Linked DNA regions of Mus musculus: region 1 is linked to region 2. Evidence: chromatin contacts called from public Hi-C data. All regions are on one chromosome and are shown on one strand. Each heading gives the region's core, a stretch centred on a gene start, on an enhancer-like site or on the middle of the called end of the contact. The rest is flanking DNA. Distances are from core to core; before and after follow the strand shown. Region 1 has its middle 100 kb from the start of Gm36251. Region 2 has its middle 300 kb from the start of Gm36251.

The links. A called contact is a pair of places that touch in the nucleus more often than the background predicts.
Region 1: a Hi-C map of cerebellum shows a contact between it and region 2, with 1.6 times the contacts expected there. The contact joins two enhancer-like sites. A contact is called at or near these places in 8 of 484 Hi-C or Micro-C datasets (cerebellar granule neurons, cerebellum, cerebral cortex and 2 more) and 1 of 115 datasets of contacts at active chromatin or transcription factors (embryonic fibroblasts).

What each region holds. Positions count from the first base shown.
Region 1 is chr9:113,017,592-113,022,043 of GRCm38.p6, forward strand. No RefSeq gene overlaps it. Among named protein-coding and RNA genes, the nearest start is that of Gm36251, 100 kb to the right of the region's middle. Within about 2 kb of position 1,525, at least 14 of the 459 cell types and tissues checked have an H3K27ac peak or open chromatin away from gene starts, as enhancers often do. A contact at or near this core is called in cerebellar granule neurons and cerebellum, where this site is marked.
Region 2 is chr9:112,824,251-112,828,235 of GRCm38.p6, forward strand. No RefSeq gene overlaps it. Among named protein-coding and RNA genes, the nearest start is that of Gm36251, 300 kb to the right of the region's middle. Within about 2 kb of position 2,516, at least 7 of the 459 cell types and tissues checked have an H3K27ac peak or open chromatin away from gene starts, as enhancers often do. A contact at or near this core is called in cerebellar granule neurons and cerebellum, where this site is marked.

The sequences.
Region 1 (4,452 bases), core at 275-2,774, 190 kb after region 2:
GGAGGATGGGAGGATGGGAGGATGAAAGAATGAGAGAAAGAGAGAATGAGAGAATGAGAGAGAGAAGGATGAGAGAGAAATTGGGTTTACCTAAAACAAACTTGACTCACATTGCTGCAGAAGTGCCATTGTACCATGTAGGGTTTGCCACCCAGGCTTGAGCATGGGAAAGAAAGCATCCAAGACTCTGAGGGGAAAGGATAGAGTCTCTGCAACAGGAGTGTGGATGTCCAGATAAGGCAGGCCAGTGCTGTGCTCTTCTGTCTCTCTGGCCTCTCTCTTCCTGGTCACAGGAGCAACTAAAGTCACAGGAGAGACGTGACCATGGTCCAACTGTAACTTCTACTTATGGCTATAAGACTGAATAAGAGAGTCCCCGAGTTAGGAGCCACCAAAAAGATTCAACATGGCAGGGATTAGGAAAGAAAACAGGGTGCTCAGAACCTTGTGCTCCTATCAAGCTATACCATAAGGTAGGACTTCTGAGAAATAAACTGTAAAGATTCCATGCGATGTTCCCAAAAGCTCATGTGTTGAAGTCTTGATCCCCAACTGATGGATCCAGTTATGGTGAGGTTATTGACTCATGAGGTTTGGGGGATAATTAATGTTTGTAATTTCCAGACACTTGGAAAAGTATGAAATTGAGTCTGCCTTTCTCACGTGCTTGTCACGGCCACAAAAAGCAAATACAGAACCCACAGATGTTAAAAATTATATCACGATACTGACTGCTAGTTAACTTCTAAACTGGCGACTAGGAACACAGACCTGAGCAGACCCAATGAGCTCTGCTTAGCCTTCATAGAGGGACCTAATACTGACATTGTCCTTACAGAAGGTTGTTCTGAATTTGTGGTTTGAAGTCAACTAGGTAAGTTACTTGTTTGTCAGGAGTGTGATCCCTGATAAGTGGCCTGTTCATCACTGGGTGGCCTAACACCCAACCGTGCAGGAACAGCTCTAATTAGACCCAGTGGGTGTTTTTGTTTTCAAGGACATGAGGGAGGGGATGTGAAGGCTCAGAGAGGAGCTACATGGCATGCTGGGGAAGAGATATGTTTAAAATATATTATACACAGGCATGGGATTCTCAAGGAACATATAAAATATTTTACATACAAAACAATTGTCTTTATAGAAATTAAATCAGACTCAATTTCATGTTGTAATTTTCAAAGGGTCTGAAATATGATTCAGAATGCTTGTGGGAAGTGTAAGAAGAATTAAAAACAATTTAAAAAAACTGTTTGGAAAAGTCATTCTAGCAAAGAACAACAGGAAAATGACTAAGATGCTGAGATTTTTGGACAAAGGCAGCAGATAAGCTAGTATAAAAAATATTCCTATGTAAATGTCATAAATTCTTCAGAAAATAGGAGTTAGAAAATCTGAGGTGGGGAAAGGACATGAAATAGAGACAAGCAGAACTTTTAGTCCGGAAATGCAACAGACTAAGGTCTCAGAGAACTGACTCATGGTGACAACAGAAAGAGGAATGGGGAAAGTATGAGACAGATCAGTGAGAACCACATGAACCAAAGAAAAACCGTGTATACCAAAAATTAATTTAAAACACCACTGAGGGCTAAGGGGGGCAGGGTCAGCAGTCAAAAGTGCATATTGCTCTTGCAGAAGTTCTCTTCCCAGCACCCAGACGGCAACTCACAACTGTCCACAATTCCAGTTCCAGGATATCTGACGCCCTCTTCTGGCCCCCACACACAGAGTTCACAAACATACATGCAGGAAAAACATTCATACACACGCAATAAACAAATGTAAAATAAGCCAACCAACAGAAAGAAAGAATACAAGAATAGAATTTTCTGACTTTGAAATGTTTGTTCCTTTTAGTAAAAGCTGAACATTATCTCTATGAGATATGCACAGATATTCTGTCTTAGGCCCATATAATTTAAAGTACAGGAAATGTTTAGGGAAGACCAGGGTTGGGCCGGGGGGGGGGGGTCATGGATGTGTGGGAGGGATCATGGTCAGCTTGAAAAACAGGCAGTGAATGCAACAGTGGGCGCCACTCCGTGAGGATCAGTTTAGGGCAGCAAATTACTGCCTGCATCCCTGGGACCATCTGCTCATACCAGCAGCTTCTGAGCATAAACGGAGGAAATCTCGGAGGAAAATGTCTGCTCCGTCCTGGAAATAAAGCCAAGAATCAATTTAAGTGCCCAACTGGATAGATGACAAGAGTCTTTTCTGAAATAAACCTTTAAACTTTCTCTCTGTGAGAACAGATACCACCAGGGACCCTTCAGAGGAGAATAAAGCTGTCCATCTAAAACAGTCCCTGTGTTTCCTGCAGGAAGCCGGCACTAAAAAAGAAAAGCATCAGATGACCCTGGTCACAGGGACACTGAAGACTCCAGGCTGTTTGGTTCAGTGAATTTTCCTACTAAGTAAAAGATGTTCGATGGAAAACATTCCAAAAACAATCAAAGGGAGAAAAATAAAATTTCTCTCCTCCCACTGATTAAAGGTATTTCCTTTCGTAACCTATGTACATAATTTTACCCAGCTGTGGGCAACAAGAGTTGCCCAGTGGTTAGCACACTTGCTTTGCAAGAAGAGAAGTGGAATTCAGGTGACCAGAACCAACATAAAGGCTGAGCAGGCACCGAGGCTTTGCGTGTTCGCTCCAGAAGTAGAAACAGGAGATCCCCAAGGCAAGCTGTCTAGTTAGACTAGCCAGAAGTGGTGAGCTCTGGGCTAGCTGAGAAACGTTGCCTCACTAAGCTATGTAGAAAGAAATAGAAGAAGAAACTACATTTCAATTTCTGTATTCCACACACAAGTGCACACATATGCATACAGACCCAAATACACACTAGTGAATGTGCACATACATGCATGCACACCACAAACACGAACACATAAAAAAAATTTCTGATTATGGAATATTTTATGTTCATTTCTTTATTGGTGAATGTCTTAAAGTTTTACTGTTGTGAACAGACACTATGACCAAGGCAGCTCTCATAAGGACAACATTTAATTGGGGCTGGCTTACAGGGTCAGAGGTTCACTCCATTATCATCAAGGCAAGAACATGGCAGCATCCAGGCATCATGGTGCAGGAGGATCTGAGAAGTCTACATCTTCATGTGAAGGCTGATGGCAGGATACTGGCTTCCAGTCAGCTAGAATGAGGGTCTTAAAGCCCACATCCACAGTGACACACCTACTCCAACACTTTCTAATAGTGACACTCCCTGGGCTATACAAACCATAACACTGAACATATATCTAAGCACATACTAATGTCTTAAATAGTTGCTATAAGGGAGACTATTTTAATTAAGTCTCTGAAATCTAGCTCATCATAAAACATACTAATTTATTTTAGTTTCTTATTTATTCCTGTTTATTTGATACTACTACTTTATCATACACCCACTAGTAATAGTCATGTGGCTCATAAACTTAAGTGGCTCTTCCTTCATACTCTTTGGCGAAATTGCTGTAATGAGGCAACTTGATATGTAGCCAAACTATTTCTGGAAGTCTCTCTACCATGCTATGTACCAACAAAAGGAAAACATGTGAACCCACATTTTCCTAAGCTCTAGACAGCAAAAGGCATTGCATAGCAACCTGCTAATCTTCTTACCATTGTTTCTATTTTATGTATTCTACAGTTGCCACATTTCTTTAGAATTCACATGCAAGTATGCATGATGAGTTTGCACAAGGTATTATATTATCATTTAATATCATTTTGTTGACTTTTAATGACTGATATTTTCATTTCATTCATATATTTAATCTTTTCATTGGGTCATTTTCAACAAAACTTGATATAGAAAGGGAAATCTTTCACACGCATGCACACACACAAATAAAAATCATCCTTTTAAAAGAAGGCAGATCCTTCTACTGTAGGCATCTAAAGCTCTTCACTGTGCCATTTTTATAGCAACTTGAAAGTCAGTGAAATGGCAGAGGGGACAAATATCCAACTCAGTGCCAGTTCTCATACCTCTGTCTTCCCCTGTGTTCATCTTGTGAACCACATGCAGGACCTATTCAAGTTGCCTTAAATAGGATCCTATGTGCAGTGAAACATCTTACCCAGGCCTACGTGAGCAAAGCCAACATAAACCAGACCAGCCATCTGTCCTGAACTACACAAAGTCAAAGTACAGAAGTAGTCTTTCTCTAGATTAAAAGCATAAAACCAGTTTTTACATCATGTCAGACTGATGTATAGATTTCAGTGTAAGACAGAAGGGTTTGAGGTAGGAAAGAACTCCAGTCATAAAATGCATGACAACCAGAAGGCAGCCAAAGAGAACAGTCTAGAACTTCAGGAAAGAGAGCATCTCTGAGCTGGTCCATACCTAGTGACTCTGCCACACTTCACAGCCGGCATCTCGAGGGCACCTTGCTAGCATCAAGACTGAATGTATCTGGCTCTCTTTCTTGGCAGGACTG
Region 2 (3,985 bases), core at 1,266-3,765:
CGAGCACTAGCTTCTAGAAGGTGATATGAATATCCAGTCACCAAGAGGCCTTGCACTAGATGATGAAATATCATTTTTATCAGTTCACTAAGAGTCTGATGCACGGAATCCAGTATAGACACTGTGTTCCCAATAACTTATAAGTCCTCAATGGAGGTACTCTTGAGCTATATCCTGCTTGCTTGCCCTGGAGTATAAACTGAGTATTTTGGTTTCTTCTCTTTTGCTGTGATAAAAATGTCCTGACAAACACCATTTAAGAGAGACAGTGCTTATTTCGGCTTACAGTTCCAGTGCACAACCCATCACAGTGTGGACCTTGAAGCTGCTACTCATACCATGTCCACAGTCAGGAGGCAAAAAATGATGCGTGCTACTGTTCAGTTCCCTTCTCACTGACATAGCCCAGGATCCCAGCCAGGGGATGGTACCACCCATAGTGGACATCTCTTCCCACCACAATGCAACATAGATTATCCCCCACCGACATGCTCAGAAGCCTACCTCCTGGGTGACTCTAGACTCTGTCACACTGGGCCTTCTTCCACTCTGCATCAGCAGGTTCTGCTATTTAACACATTTACTGTCTTCGTATGAACACATTGTCCTAGGCTTCCAACCATTCTCTTCTGCTCTCTGTGCATATTATCTTTTCACATTTCACTACAATTTTCTAGGGTCCAGAAATTGAAGAGGTGAGGAAAATATTTTCCTAGCAAGTCCTTTCTAGATTCTGTCTTCATACAGGTGACATGAAGAGGGATGGTCACCTTTCCTACAGATTTCAACATTTTAATTATTTCATAGCTTGTGTAAAACGTGTGAAAGGTGTATCCTCTTTGTCCCCCTCCGTCCCTTCTTCCCTCTTCCTCTCCTTTCTCTTCTTCCCTCCCCTTCCCTCTCTCCTGACAGAGTCTCACATAGCTCAAGCTGGCTCACCCACTGCATCATCTCAGAGAATAGTCACTGTTTAATCAACAATGATCTTGAATGTCTCATCTTTCCAGAGCTTTCTCAGAAGTGCTCCATTTACAGGTGTGACCACCAGTCCTGCAGCTCTGACATAGGGAGGATATTTAGCAACACTGTGAGAAAAAAAAATCTCCTATATATTCTTGACCATGACTTTGTGCTTTACATCATTTTCCCCCTCTGCTTGAAATATCATTTCTCTTGGTTCTTTGGTCTGTTCTTATTCATTAACCAGAATTTAACTTAGTCCTGGCACAACTCAATAGATATATTTCATCACATCTCAATATAGTTCATTATTCCTTCACTTTACTCCCTTAATATTTTGTATTAGAAGTTTACACACACACACAAGCATGCATGTCTGTTTATTCCTTATTGGTGTTGAGTTCTTGATAAAAGAAACAGACCCTTCATTTCTTCCTATATCCAGTGCCAATCCTGAACCAGCATTCCTCTCATAAACACTCATTCGGATGGAATTAGCGCATTTAGTTTTATATCTCTAGGCTCTGCTCCAAACACAATTGTATTAGGTTTGAAGCTTTCCTGCGCTGTCCTTGATTGTATATGTACTTGACTGAACTTGATTGTTCATAAAGTACGTGGTCATGTTATGCTTCTACCCTAGAGAATCTGAATAGTAATAATTATTTCATAGGAGGATCATAAAAACCAAATGAGTTGAGTAGTAGCAGGTACTTGACACAGTTCCTGACATGTTAAAAAAATGTGAATGTGTGTTAGCAGTCCCAATGCCACTGCCACATTATTATCAGTTTTAGCTATGCACACATTAGGTTGCATAGCCACCTGTGCACACATTAGGGAGTATGTATGGAGCTCTGACGACAATGTGTTGTCTCTTGATATGTCTATCACCATTACTGAACATAGTATAGCCTCAAGGGAAATCACTCTGCCAATTCATATGGATTTCCTTGGCCATCAGTGACTGAATATCTATTGCTCCACTAATATTTGTCAAATGAATGGTAAGATGAATGAAAACTGTACATAATAAGGCACTGAGAGACTAAGAGAATATTAAGTCTTTTTAGTGATTTCTGAAGGAGTATGAAGGGATGTCAGTTAGGACTGGGTTCTGCCATTTTTATTCTTAAAATAGAAAGACCAGGATCATAGTGCTTTAAAAAAAAAAAACAAAATAATATCCATTTTTCCCTCACTGATTCTTCTTTAGACTCCCAAGACTCAAATAGCACATTCTGCCAACTACCTTATCTTTCACAAGTCAGAGGCCACTGTTATGGTTAACTTCAGGCTCACAATCCTCGTTCTCGGGTGGGGGGGGGGAGATAACAGGGCACGTGATTACCGGCAGCTCTAACCCCACACCTCACTCAGAGGATCCCAATGATTATAGATGAGAAGGTAATGCCAACTAAGTCCTGGCAGTGACTCTCAGCGACTCTCCTTTCTGCTCTTATGTGACAAGTGGCTCCCAGACAGACAGTCAGGTGGACCCAGGATGCCCTTCATGCTGTCAAGAAGCAGCAGCCTCCTGCTGGTTAACAGCTGAAGCCTCGCCATCTCATTCAGAATACCATTCCTTCGACCCAGAGCTGGGACTCTTTGAGATCCTCACTCCTGCTGTGAAGAAGGCTGTTACCAGATGACAGAGCTCTGCTGTGGTCCAGGTATCTGGTCGTGATGGAGTTCTGTCTGTGAGGAGCATCTGCCTCCATCCTGCCAGAAACCAGACACCCCTTAACGAATGCAAGAAAGAAGCCCAAAGTCAGCTGTAGGTCTAGTTGACACCTATTCTCCCTTCATCCAGTATTTCTTAAATTTAACATTAGGACCATCCTGTCAAAATGCAGGTTCCAGATGAAAAGCTCAGGGGTTAAGCCTGAGATATGCATCTGTAACAGTTCTTAGATGCTGCTGCAGCCTCTGGCCTAAAGAAGGCACCAAGAAGCAAGGATTTAAAAAAAAAAAAATCACATCTTAAATGTCCACTGACTCTCGGGTTTCCGCTCTCATGACTCTTATCCATCATTTCCTAAGTGAAGCTAACATGTTTTTCTGACCTTCCAATGACCTTAATGTCTGAAAAAGGGATAACTCCTGAACACAATACTTGTGATACTCAGTGATTTTAAAATACAAACACCTTAAGTTAAGTTTAAAGAAAAGGAAAACCTTAGGAACCAATTATTCAATTTACGTAATAATTATCAAGGCAATGGGCTATTCAGTTCTGCTGTGATTCTGAGGTGTGAAATGGTCCTCCACAGGCTCATGCTTTTAACCACATGATGCCCAGGCTGTGGAGGTGTGGGGGAGGGTGTGAAATCTGGAGAATGTAAGGCTTACTGGAAGAAGTGAGCAACAGGAATGGAGCTTAGGGTTTTAGTGCTTACAGTGACTTCCTGATTGTTCTCTGTTTCTTAACTGCAGACACAATTTTAGCAGCCTCCTTCTCTGCAAGTATGGCTTTCAATTCACCTTGTAGGCCAGGATGGCCTTGTGTTCACAGACATGTACAAGTCTGTGTTTCTTCAGTGCTGGCATCAAACCATGAGCTTATACTGGGATCAAACATTTGGCTTATACTGATATCCCATGCAGTGCCAAAGCTTCTAGAAATAGAGTATATAGGTCAAAAGATGGTAAATGCCTCAAAATCAAATTTATTTTAATTTAAGTCGCCAATTAATTATTGACTATTCCAAGATGAACAGGCAACATATTTTTTTTTCCTTCAAGGATTTCACAATATCACAAGATGAATGAAAACTTGTGAGAACAGAAAGAAAAGAAGACACATCTCAGAATGTTCTGGAACATAGTGAGGAGACTATGCTGAGAGGTACTGAACAGAAAAGAAAAGAAGAAGGGCATCCCTTTTGTCTCTCCCAGTGTGAGACAAGTAATAGCAGCAATGTCACCTGGTTCACTTCCATGAACTTCAGAGCTTGGCAAGGTAATCACTACCTTAACATAACAGAGTTTAGGGTCTTAACTCTTTAAGTGTGGATTCTGGATC